Regions from separate parts of the Rattus norvegicus genome. Here region 1 is linked to region 2. The links are chromatin contacts, called in public Hi-C maps. All regions are on one chromosome and are shown on one strand. Each heading gives the region's core, a stretch centred on a gene start, on an enhancer-like site or on the middle of the called end of the contact. The rest is flanking DNA. Distances are from core to core; before and after follow the strand shown.

Region 1 (5,333 bases), core at 2,703-5,202, 45 kb after region 2:
ACCATGCTGGGTTTATTCAGTGCCAAAAGCTACACTGAGAGTTCAAGCATGTCCCATCCCATAAAATATCTTTTGAATAGATTATTTTCTTGAAAGCTTGCTCTTTTTTTTTTTTCTTAGACATGGTGCCACTATGTAGCTGGCCTGGGACTCAGAAATCCCCTCGTTTCTGAATGCCAGTACTAAGGACATGCTCCACCACATCCGGCTTTGAAGTCTTCACTTAAAGAACACACTTAGGCTTCTGTGGCCCTGGGAGTCATGATCCCAGATCTGACACTTCCTTGGATCTTTCACAGCCTCCCAAGTGGATGAGACACACAACAGAAAGACTTGTCCCATAGTGTTTCTGGGAACAGGCTGTGACAGTAAACTGTATCAACTGAGCTCCTTGCCCTGCCTCAGACACAGAGCCCAGAGCTGAAAATCCTCCTGGCTCTAGGTCTGCTGGGTTTCCTGGTCAGCTCAGGTGGGTAAGCAGAGAGCAGCTTCATCATGTCTCTGGCTGTGGAGGGCAGCATTGGCTGGAGCAGAGACTGGCTCCTACTACACAACTGGACAGGGAGTCCACTATGTAGACATCTTTGCCCAGGAGTCAAGCTGCTGCGATTCTCTTTCAGGTCAACAGCCAAGGAGCACATGCTCACCACAAGGTTCTGGCTCTCTAAGGCACAGCAGGCTATGGAGCCCAGTAGGGTTCCACAGGCTCAAGAGATAACCCATTCCACAGCCTCCTCCCCAGGCGACCCTAACCCCATGGTCCCTCCCCCTCAGCTTCCAAAGGTAGTGTCCTCTCTGTGAAGGGAGGGGCCAAGGAAGAGAGGCAGACTCTCTGGCTCTCTTCACCTGAGTCTAACATTCCACAGAGGTAGCGTGACCTCCAGAGGACGGAGGCCACACCCCACCTGAAGTCTCTGTGCCTTTAGTGACTCTCAGTCTGTCTCTCAGTCTGGCTACCTCTGTTGATGAATACCTCAGAAAGAATCCTGTCAGAAAACCCCTGTCTCCTCCCCACTTCTGGAACCTTCCCTTCAACCCAGAGGCTGGTTCCCTCCCCTATAGAATTCCTCACAGAGCCTACCTCAAACTCCCTAGAGTGGCTCCAATCCCCCACACCCCAGCCTGCATTTCCCCTACACCTTACAATTCATCCTAGCTTAGTGACCCTAGGGAGAGCTCTCCCACCCCCTGCAGATCCTTTTTTTATTTAAAAATCTCCATACGAAAACACTCCAGGAAGCTCTTCACAACTCACCCTGGGCTCATTAAGACAGCCAGCCTCCCCCTGTCTCTGGGAAGCAGCCACATTCCGACTGCCAATTGCTAACAGCAGCAGAATCCTGAGGCTCAAGCCCATGAAGCACCCAATACACCCATTCAATTCACAGCAGTACCCAGGGGCCGCTGATACTAGTGGGTTGGCAACAATGTTAAACCTGTTCCCCTTCCCGTTGCTCAGATGAAGACGACCTGCGAACCTGCGATCACTTCAGTAGGAAGCTGTGGCTTGGAAAGTACACTACCTCGTCCGCAGGCACCTGCGAACCTGCGATCACTTCAGTAGGAAGCTGTGGCTTGGAAAGTACACTACCTCGTCCGCAGGCACACAAGTGTGGGGCCCAGTCTGAGATGGGGTCAACCCATCTTTCTCCTGACCCGGATTTATGCACCATCCGGCTATCAACCAAAGAGGACTAAATCAGTCTTCCTTTTCATCAGCCAAGGACCATGAAAGCCAAGACATCTACAGCAGTGGAAAGAACGGTCCCCTTCTGTCCCTCCATTCTACTTCACAGATAGGAAAGTGGAGTGCAAAGGTCTGACTAGCCCTGTGGCAAAGGAAAAGCACCAAAAGAATCCCAGGATAAAGGTTGTTTACCTCTAGGGTGTGCTCCAGCCACCAGCTTAGGAGGAAAGCTGGAGGGGACCGGTCCGGATAATTCCTTTGTTACAGAGACTTTCACCATAAGCCTCCAGTTTTGCATCTCATCACAGAATCTCACCGACTGAGGTTGGGGCTGGGGGTGGGGGGAGATATGGCTGATGACAGCCGCTAAGGGAGCTGACCTAGAGAAAGGTGTAAAACCACTACACCCCAATCCCAGGTTTGCTGTAACCGTTCCTCCTGGTCACCAAACACTGTCAAAGAACTTCTCTATATTGCCACATACTGTAAAAATGACATTTCGGGGTTTGGGTATCCGGGGCTCGGTGATGCTTAAGAGAGTTGTTGCTTGCAAGGACAAGTTTCTGGGCACATGTTAAGCTCTGACGATGAACTGTTCCTGCCTGAGGTAGAGTCTGGAGAGGGCTTCTCAGCAGATGGGGTTCCTAGGCAGTTCTCGGGTGCCGGACAAGAACCGCAGCCTTGATGTCCAGGGATCAGGTTGAAAGTCCATCTGGCTTTTGAAGGGTACTAGGAGGCTCCCCCTCCAAAAGACTGCGTGTGAAGATGCACCATGAAATTGCCAAGGCAGGCCACAAACTTGTCATCCCTTCTGATTGTGTCAACTGTAGACTGGGGTCCTCTAAGCTGCTCCCATCTTCCTCGAATTGCACCCCTCCTCAAGAGACACAGGCCCTTCCAGTGGAATACTCTAACCTTTCAGGCCATGCTGGAGTCCCAGGCCACCCCCAGAGGCTTTAACCTCCATTCCCTGAGGAACAGCCCTCACCACGCAGCCATTTCTCATTGTTCTCCCGTAGAATCCAGTCCCCCCAACACTAACTCCCACATCAACAGAGTCCCTTCCCCGTCTGGGCGGTGACTCCAGTACTTCTGATCCTGGAAAGCCTCCCCTCGCCACTTTCTCCCTACAACTACCTGGTCAGGAAGGATAGGCTATGAAACGTGCCTCTCTCTCCTGGGCTGAGTCTCTCAGCTGTTTGGCAGGGACTTTGGGACACCTGCTCTGGTTACGTTTGCAAACACTGCCTGACCTCTCAAACAGAAAGTAGCATTCCACCTTCGGAAAGAAGATAGTGGGACTGTCTCCAAGCTGGGTCTGATGGGAGAAGGGTGCCTGAGGTATTACTAAGACACAGCTCAAACCTCATTTGTGAAAGAAGTTTCTTGTTTACACAAAGGGGTGGGAGGGGCCCACCATCCTGGCCATGCTCTGAGAAAGGATCCGGTCCTGAGGCATCGTGAAGGCAAGGTCCCGGCTGAATCAGACTCTGGGACCGTGAAAGGAGCACTTACTCCACCCGTCCCGGAGCAGGCTTAAGAAAAAGCGCTTGGACAAGAAGCACGGTGCACGCGTGGGCACCTAAAGGTTTGCGATCTGTTTCAGGCTTGTGTAACTAGCTTGTCGTTTTGCTTAGTTTCAACGACCTCGCAATGCAGTCCCTGGTCGCTCCAAACACGAGAAAGAGAAATCGCACTTTGGTGGTCCCGCGGGAATCTGGGACCTTCCAACAACCCAGAGTTTCCCCCCTTTCTCCAGCGAACCCACCAGGTACCCCCTTTACAACCTCACAACTCCAGCTCACTCTATACCAGTGAAGACTAGAGGTACATCCACGATCTGGCCCGCACCTACGGCGTTCTCCAATTTGGAGGGGGCGTGGATGGTGCCAAGGTCAGGACTCTGCCTGCGGCCACGCGGGAGAGGCTGCAAGCGGTCGGACCACGCGGTGCAGCCGGCCTCCCAGGAGCCTCTCCAGGCTTGGGGCGGAGGGGAATAACCAAGGGTCGGGGCAGAGCCGCGAGGCTATCCACTCACCATTATCCTGGGAGAGAGATGGAGTCGACAGTAACAGCAGCTGCAGCAACAGCAGCGCGGAGAGCGCCAGAGTGGGGCGCATGGTTGTGCTTGCCCGGGGACTCGGAGCAGGTGGCTGCGGCTCTGGCGCAGGGTCCGGCGTCCGGACCGCGGGAGAGTCGGCGCCGCTCCCGGAGGCCTGGCGACAGCCGGGAACTCTGGAGTCACTATCCGGCTGCTCCTCCTGCCTGCCGCAGAGCTGGGCTGGGACGCGGAGCCAGAAGCGAGGAGGGAAGGTGGCTGCGGCCCGGGCGGTGACTGGGCGGCTGCGGCCCCGCGCACGCTGCTGCGATGACTCCCGCCCCGTCCCGTCCGCGCTGGCCTCCGCCCCCTCCCCCAGGAGCCCTCCCAAAGCGGCGGCGGGGTCGGGCGGGGCGGCGGCTGGGCTGGCGGGCGCTGGGCTGCGAACAATAAGCAGAGGAGGAAACTCCGCCCTGGAGCGCGGCGGGCGGGGGAACAGGGGCTGGCGGTCCCGGGCAATGTGTGTGTGTGTGTGTGTGTGTGTGTGTGTGTGTGTGTGTGTGTGTGTGTGTGTGTGTGTGTGTGTGTTTGTGCAATGCGTATGTGTTCGCGCGTGTGCGTGCAATGCGTGTGTGTGTGGGGTAATGCGTGTGTGTGTGTGTGTGTGTGTGTGTGTGTGTGTACGCGCGCACGCGCGCGCCAGGGACCCTGTCAGACAATCAATCTCTGGCACAGATGTCCTACGCATTGCTTTTGCCCGGGATCCACGGGGATCCTCCATAATGCCGGGGCCCTTTACGCAGGCATAGATTCTCAGCCTGGAAGTTCGGCTAAGAATCGGATCCTTCCAGGCCCCCCAGACCTCAGCACCTTCTGCGGCAGAGCCGGGGAATCAGGTCCCCTACCCAGCAGGTGCCTGGATCCATGCAATTCCCAAACAAGTCTGGGCTCCAGGATGAGCCCCGTACCATCTGGAGCGGGTTTTTACTTAACCTCTCCCACCGATGTACAAATGGATGTGACTCCCTGAAGGCAAAATTTTCAGCGCTTACTTCGTGCGGGTCTGTGGTCTAAGTGCTTTGCACGTATTAATTCTCTTGATCTTCACAGCAGTCACATTTTTTAAGCCTCGTTTTGCAGACAGGAAAATAGAGTTTTAAAAAAAGGTTAAAAAAGTTGTTTAAGATTCCTTAGGTGGTAAATAGCAGCCTTGCCTCTGAGACTAACCTGGAAAACTACTTTGCACAGTGCCCATAATACCGTAATTGCTCCATAAGAATTAATATTGCCAAGTAAAAAGCAGCAATGGAGATTTAAGGGCCTCGGCGTCAAATCAAACTTGGTCTCAAAACCTAGTTGTGCTAAGTCACTCTGTGTGCTTCGATTCTTTTCATAACAAAAAGCAGGGCTAGTGAAACTTCCAACAGCTGCTGATCCACTTGCTTGGGAGAAACACTTAGCGTAGGGCCAGAATCTCAGACAGCCTTTATGAAAGAAGCAGCCTTCGCTAGTGAGATAGCGTAGACTTGGGGTTGGGAGATCGGAATTGGAGAATCGCATAAAGCTGAGCTTACTCTGTGAAAGGTCAAAGAAGCTCGCATCCTATTC
Region 2 (4,684 bases), core at 696-3,195:
CGTGGCATCTTTCTTTGATGGTGGTCACTTATCGTTACACTCCAGACAGAAGTAAAGGGGAGTTAGTGACAAATTTGTAAACAGTGCACAGTGAGGAAAGCAGTCCTCTCGGGCTCAGGCCCTGGAGTCCTCCACCCCTTCCAGCATCCCCTCTTCCCGCTCTACTGGTGGAATGCAGCAGATACTGGTAAGAGCAGCAGATACCGCCTGAATTAGACCTCAAAGTAGCTGATAGCCTCAGGTCATGGATGAAGACTTTTAAGCCAGAGCAAAACATTAGGGTCTGAACCAGCTTACACAAAAGCATTTTAATTGACGGTGTACGATTTTCCAAAATATACTTTATAAGAAAATGCAATAGTTAACTATAGTCTCTCGATAAATTCCAGTGTACTTTAGACCCCTGTCCACTACCACATACACTCCCCCAATCTCCTGGGCAAGCTGGTTGGCATTCACAAAGAAGCAGAAAAGCCCCATGAAACAGTGATCCCAGCTCAGTGGTGGATTTTCCGCAGACCTGAGAGGGAAGGATCATGACTGACAGTGACACAGGCTGCACTACAGAGCTTCTCCCTCTCTACCTTCATCTATGCTAGTCCCTTTGATCCTCATTCTACTGGACATTCCTCAGGAACTTTTCAAAATTATTTCCTGACAGGAAAAAAAAAACCAAGCCCCCAAAATATTTATTGATATCTGGACCATGTGATTCCAGAGCCCAGCACATGGCTGTTTGTGTCCCTTGTGTCCTCCTAGCCCTTCCAGGGTTATTATGAGGAAGGACTGATGGTATCCTGTATTAACCTTGTACCTGGGAGCTGTAGTCCTTAATTCCCTGTTCTTGAGAAACATGCAGCACAGAGCAGGCAGTCTGGGATGCATGTTTTCATCTTGTCTCTGGCCCTCGGGAGATTCTTTGTGGCTTCAGATGTGTTTTCCTGTAGAAAGACTGTATCTCCTAAACTTCCCCCGTGACCATCACAGACCATGCTAAACTCCAGCCCGAACTGCAGCAGGATGGAGACTTGGCTGGGGAGGAGCAAGGACAGTATTTTAAAATTTTAAATCCCCTATCTACAAGGCAAATTCTCGTGTTACCAGCCTGTCTTGTTATATTCTTCAGTTCTTTAAAAAAGTCATTTCTACTAAATAGACATTTACATTCTTATTCAGAAAATGGGGGGTGGGAAGCTTAGCTATCAAGTCTTTCCCAAAGTTTACCCTCTGGAAGCAGTACAGGGTAAAATAAACATGTGGCTCTTGTATTTACATTGTCAAAAACGTGCATAGGTCTTGTCAACTTCAACTTATTCTTCAAAGTTTCACCAGTGTGTTGTCCAAAAAGTAGGCAAAAAAACACAAAAAAAAAAAAACCCCCAAAAAACCAAAACAACAAAAACCAATAAAACAGTAAAACACCTGCTGGTTCTCTCTATCAGGAAGATAGAGAGCGTGAGTGTCCTAAATGAGTCTGGATCCTGCTCGGCCAGGCAGACTGCTCTGTGCCCTGTGCTCAGCTGCTTCCCTCGCCATTCACACGGCAGGCAGCACAAGAGCGGCTGGCTTTGTTCAGCCAACCATCAGGCCCTTGGGTTTTGCAGCTGGGGGAAGCCATTTTGCCCCTGAAATGTGAAGTTCTGATTTCTCTTTGGTACAGCTGGTTCTAAAGGTCCCCTCCGCTTCCTTCTCTCAGACTGGGCCTGAGATTCTGAACTCACAGACAGCTCTAAAAACCCAGTAATAAACACAGGAAGATAACTTTTATAGACACTAGCAGCATGTCTTGTGTAACAGATGTCCCAGTGGTTAAGAGCAAGTGAAGGCCAGATTCTCAAGCTGTACTGAAATGCTACACAATTTGAGTGCACAGGAAGGGACACTGGGCCAGCCTGGGCAGAGTTTCTATGGGCTTACCCTGGGCAGAGCCAAGGCTATTCCAACAGCTTAGACACAGTATCTGTTGTCTAATGTTACAGCCATATCTGACAGGCTGTAGGGTTATAATCTGACCAGTTTGCAGAGAGCGCATGTGCTGTCTGTCATGGCCTTACCCATTGATTGTAGCAAAGGAGAAGGAATGCTGGCTGCCTCTCAGGACAGAACCTAATGCCGGGAGCAAATAAACCTAATTTCCCCCCAAATTGGCACTGCTCCCCACCCTCCCCTGCAAATCTGAGAGATGCAGGCCAAGGGGTTTGTGAGTTCTTGTTAGCGTTTTTTTTTTCAACTCCTGTGAAACTCACTGAGAGCCTTTCTTGACTTCTGGCAGCCTTTCTCCTTAGCCTATCTCAGTGTGACAGCTATAACAATGGGATTAGGCAGAGAACACCTGTCTGTCCCCTAGCTCCCCTTCTAAATAAGCTGCTTCAAACCAGACAGTCAGTCATGGGGATTTATGCCCAAGAACAATCCAGACCATAGGCCTAATTCAAAGCTCCACACAGGGTCCCCCACCCCTTTCTCAGAAAACCAGATGAAACATCGCTATGCCGGGCCCTCGACAGTCTTGTACATGGCTGCTTGACTCTGCTGAGCCTGTAAAACTCCTGTGCTGGGTCCTAGGCATGGTTTTGTTTCCCTGAGAGGCCACCAGAAATGGTACAACTGGGGTGCTACAAAGAACACCGGAAACAAAAACCTGGCTCCGTGCTAGGAGAATGGGTAAAAGAATCTTAAAACTGCATGTTCTGGGCCTTTCTCCATGGCAAAGGAGGGTGCAAACCAATGAAATGAGCTAACAGTCTCCAGGATCTGAGCTTTGGCCTTTGGCAGTTAGGAGCTGAATTAAACAAACACACATGCACACAACACACGCACACACACACAACACACACCATAACACAACCACCCAAGTTCTCGGTAACTTGAAAAGCCCCTGAGCTTCCTGTGGAATAATGCCAGGTAGGTTAGATCGATTGTCTACTGAGACACATTTGCCAATCAGGAACCAATTAAGGACCGGTCAGAACCCCAGGACATGTTTGTCCCTAGACAGCTGCTCTGTGACACTCGGATTTGAGGAGTCACCCCCTCAGCTGAGCAGTGAACAAGGAAAAGAGGAACATCTTGCTTTCAGTAGCTACTGCAGATTTGTTCCTAGAGGGAGCAGAAGGCCAGAGGACATTTGGGGGAGTGTCTTCTAGGGAGTGCCTTGAATGATAGGCCAGTGTCAGTACAGAATCAGCTGCCATGAGGAAGGCGTCCCAGCCTGAGCTTCCTTTTCCTCTGCCTGCCCACCCACCCTTTAGGCAGACTCCATTAGATAGTGAGGCCTGTGTGTTAGGTCCCAATCCTGCTAAGCAAAGGCAAGGAAATCTTCCCAAGAGGTTCAAAGCCCTGCCCTGGGAAAGAGTGGGACTAAAGACTGACTCATAGGAAGCGGGATTCAACAAGCTGGCAGAGGCCATGTTAGAGGAGATGGAAATTTGGGGCCTGTCCTTGAGACCATAGAGGATTGGTTTTCTTTCTAGCCTGCCCGCTTTCGTGTGTCTTGTGCCTTGGGGGATGGACACAAATGAACACAGTAGTGTGTCTTGATGCAACGAAGCACCAGACCGAGGGAAACCACCCTTGTCACCAAATGGCCGTGTGGCCCTGTGCAGGTTACCTGACCTCTTAAGGCCTTGGTCATCTTACTTATGAGATGGGTGGGTGCCATTCCTGGAGGAGCGCCAGAGCCTCTCGCATGGTGTTCTCCACCTTCCTGCCTTCCAGCGGCTCTGGGCTCAGGCACAAGTAGGTTTTTTTACATGAGGAAACTGGACAGAATGTGACTTCGTTGAACTTGAAAGGGAAAATTAAGGCCTTGTGGGGATGGGGAGGAGGGAGACAACCCTCGGTGTCCATTCTCCCTCCCCAATCTTTCTGTCTTCAGGTGGGAAGTCCCCTCCCCTCCCCGCCCCCGTCCAAATGGCACTTTGGGTGGTCGAGAGCTCTGCGGTGCGGTCGGAGTGGCTGGCGGACTGATCAGAGGTGTGTATCTTCCTCCTCATCTAGGTCCTCCTTGGTCAAGTTGTCCAGAGGGACGATCCAACTGTCTCCCAGCTCCCCGTTGAGGTTGACCACCTTCTTCTCCTGCATCTCAGAAGGAGTCTCCATCACTTCCAAGGTTGGGTTGTCATGGTAACCATTCTCTACTGTCTGCAGCTCCTCTGTGAGTCGTTGCTAAAGTGGGGACCATAACACAGGAAAGAAGGTGATTTTGGAGTGCTGTGAGCTTTCATATGAAACATTTCCCCATTCACCCCAGGGACAAGTGGGCTAGATTAAATTCCGGTGGTTCACTTGTGGGGGCAGAGACCACCCTGGCCTTGACCATCTCATGAGTGCTCCCCCATATCCTAAAATTACCATCTGCTCTCTATCCTCATCCCAGTGGCAGTCTGTGACGTCATGGAGAAAGATTTCTGAAGACATTTTTTTGTCCTTAAATTCTTTTCTCTCTTCTCTATCCCTCCCCCTAAGACCTCTGCTTTTCTACCTCATTCCATATAATAACAGAGGGGGGGGGGAAGAAGAAGCTCCTTCAGACCATCTGCACGGGGTGGTCCTTATGGACCTCCAGGCAGTAGTTTGTGCACTGAGATTTGGCTGTGGAAACGCATTGCCATCACTCATGCCTCATTCAGTGTTTGAGGTCAGTAGGTGTGGGAACTGTCCTGACGCTCTCAGTAGTTTGCAG

The links. A called contact is a pair of places that touch in the nucleus more often than the background predicts.
Region 1: a Hi-C map of psoas muscle shows a contact between it and region 2, with 1.9 times the contacts expected there. The contact joins the promoter of Podxl here to the enhancer-like site in region 2. A contact is called at or near these places in 3 of 12 Hi-C or Micro-C datasets (Schwann cells, mammary epithelial cells and psoas muscle).

The regions. Positions count from the first base shown.
Region 1 is chr4:61,145,179-61,150,511 of GRCr8, forward strand. It overlaps Podxl (podocalyxin-like), which reads right to left and starts at 3,953. Exons shown (of 8, transcript NM_138848.1): 1 at 3,726-3,953. The coding sequence starts at 3,807. LOC134486572 (a long non-coding RNA gene) reads right to left here and starts at 3,719. Exons shown (of 2, transcript XR_010065780.1): 1 at 1,539-3,719; 2 at 1-1,470.
Region 2 is chr4:61,102,141-61,106,824 of GRCr8, forward strand. It overlaps Podxl (podocalyxin-like), which reads right to left. Exons shown (of 8, transcript NM_138848.1): 8 at 294-4,167. The coding sequence ends at 3,970. Among named protein-coding and RNA genes, the nearest start is that of Podxl, 45 kb to the right of the region's middle. Within about 2 kb of position 1,946, at least 4 of the 93 cell types and tissues checked have an H3K27ac peak or open chromatin away from gene starts, as enhancers often do.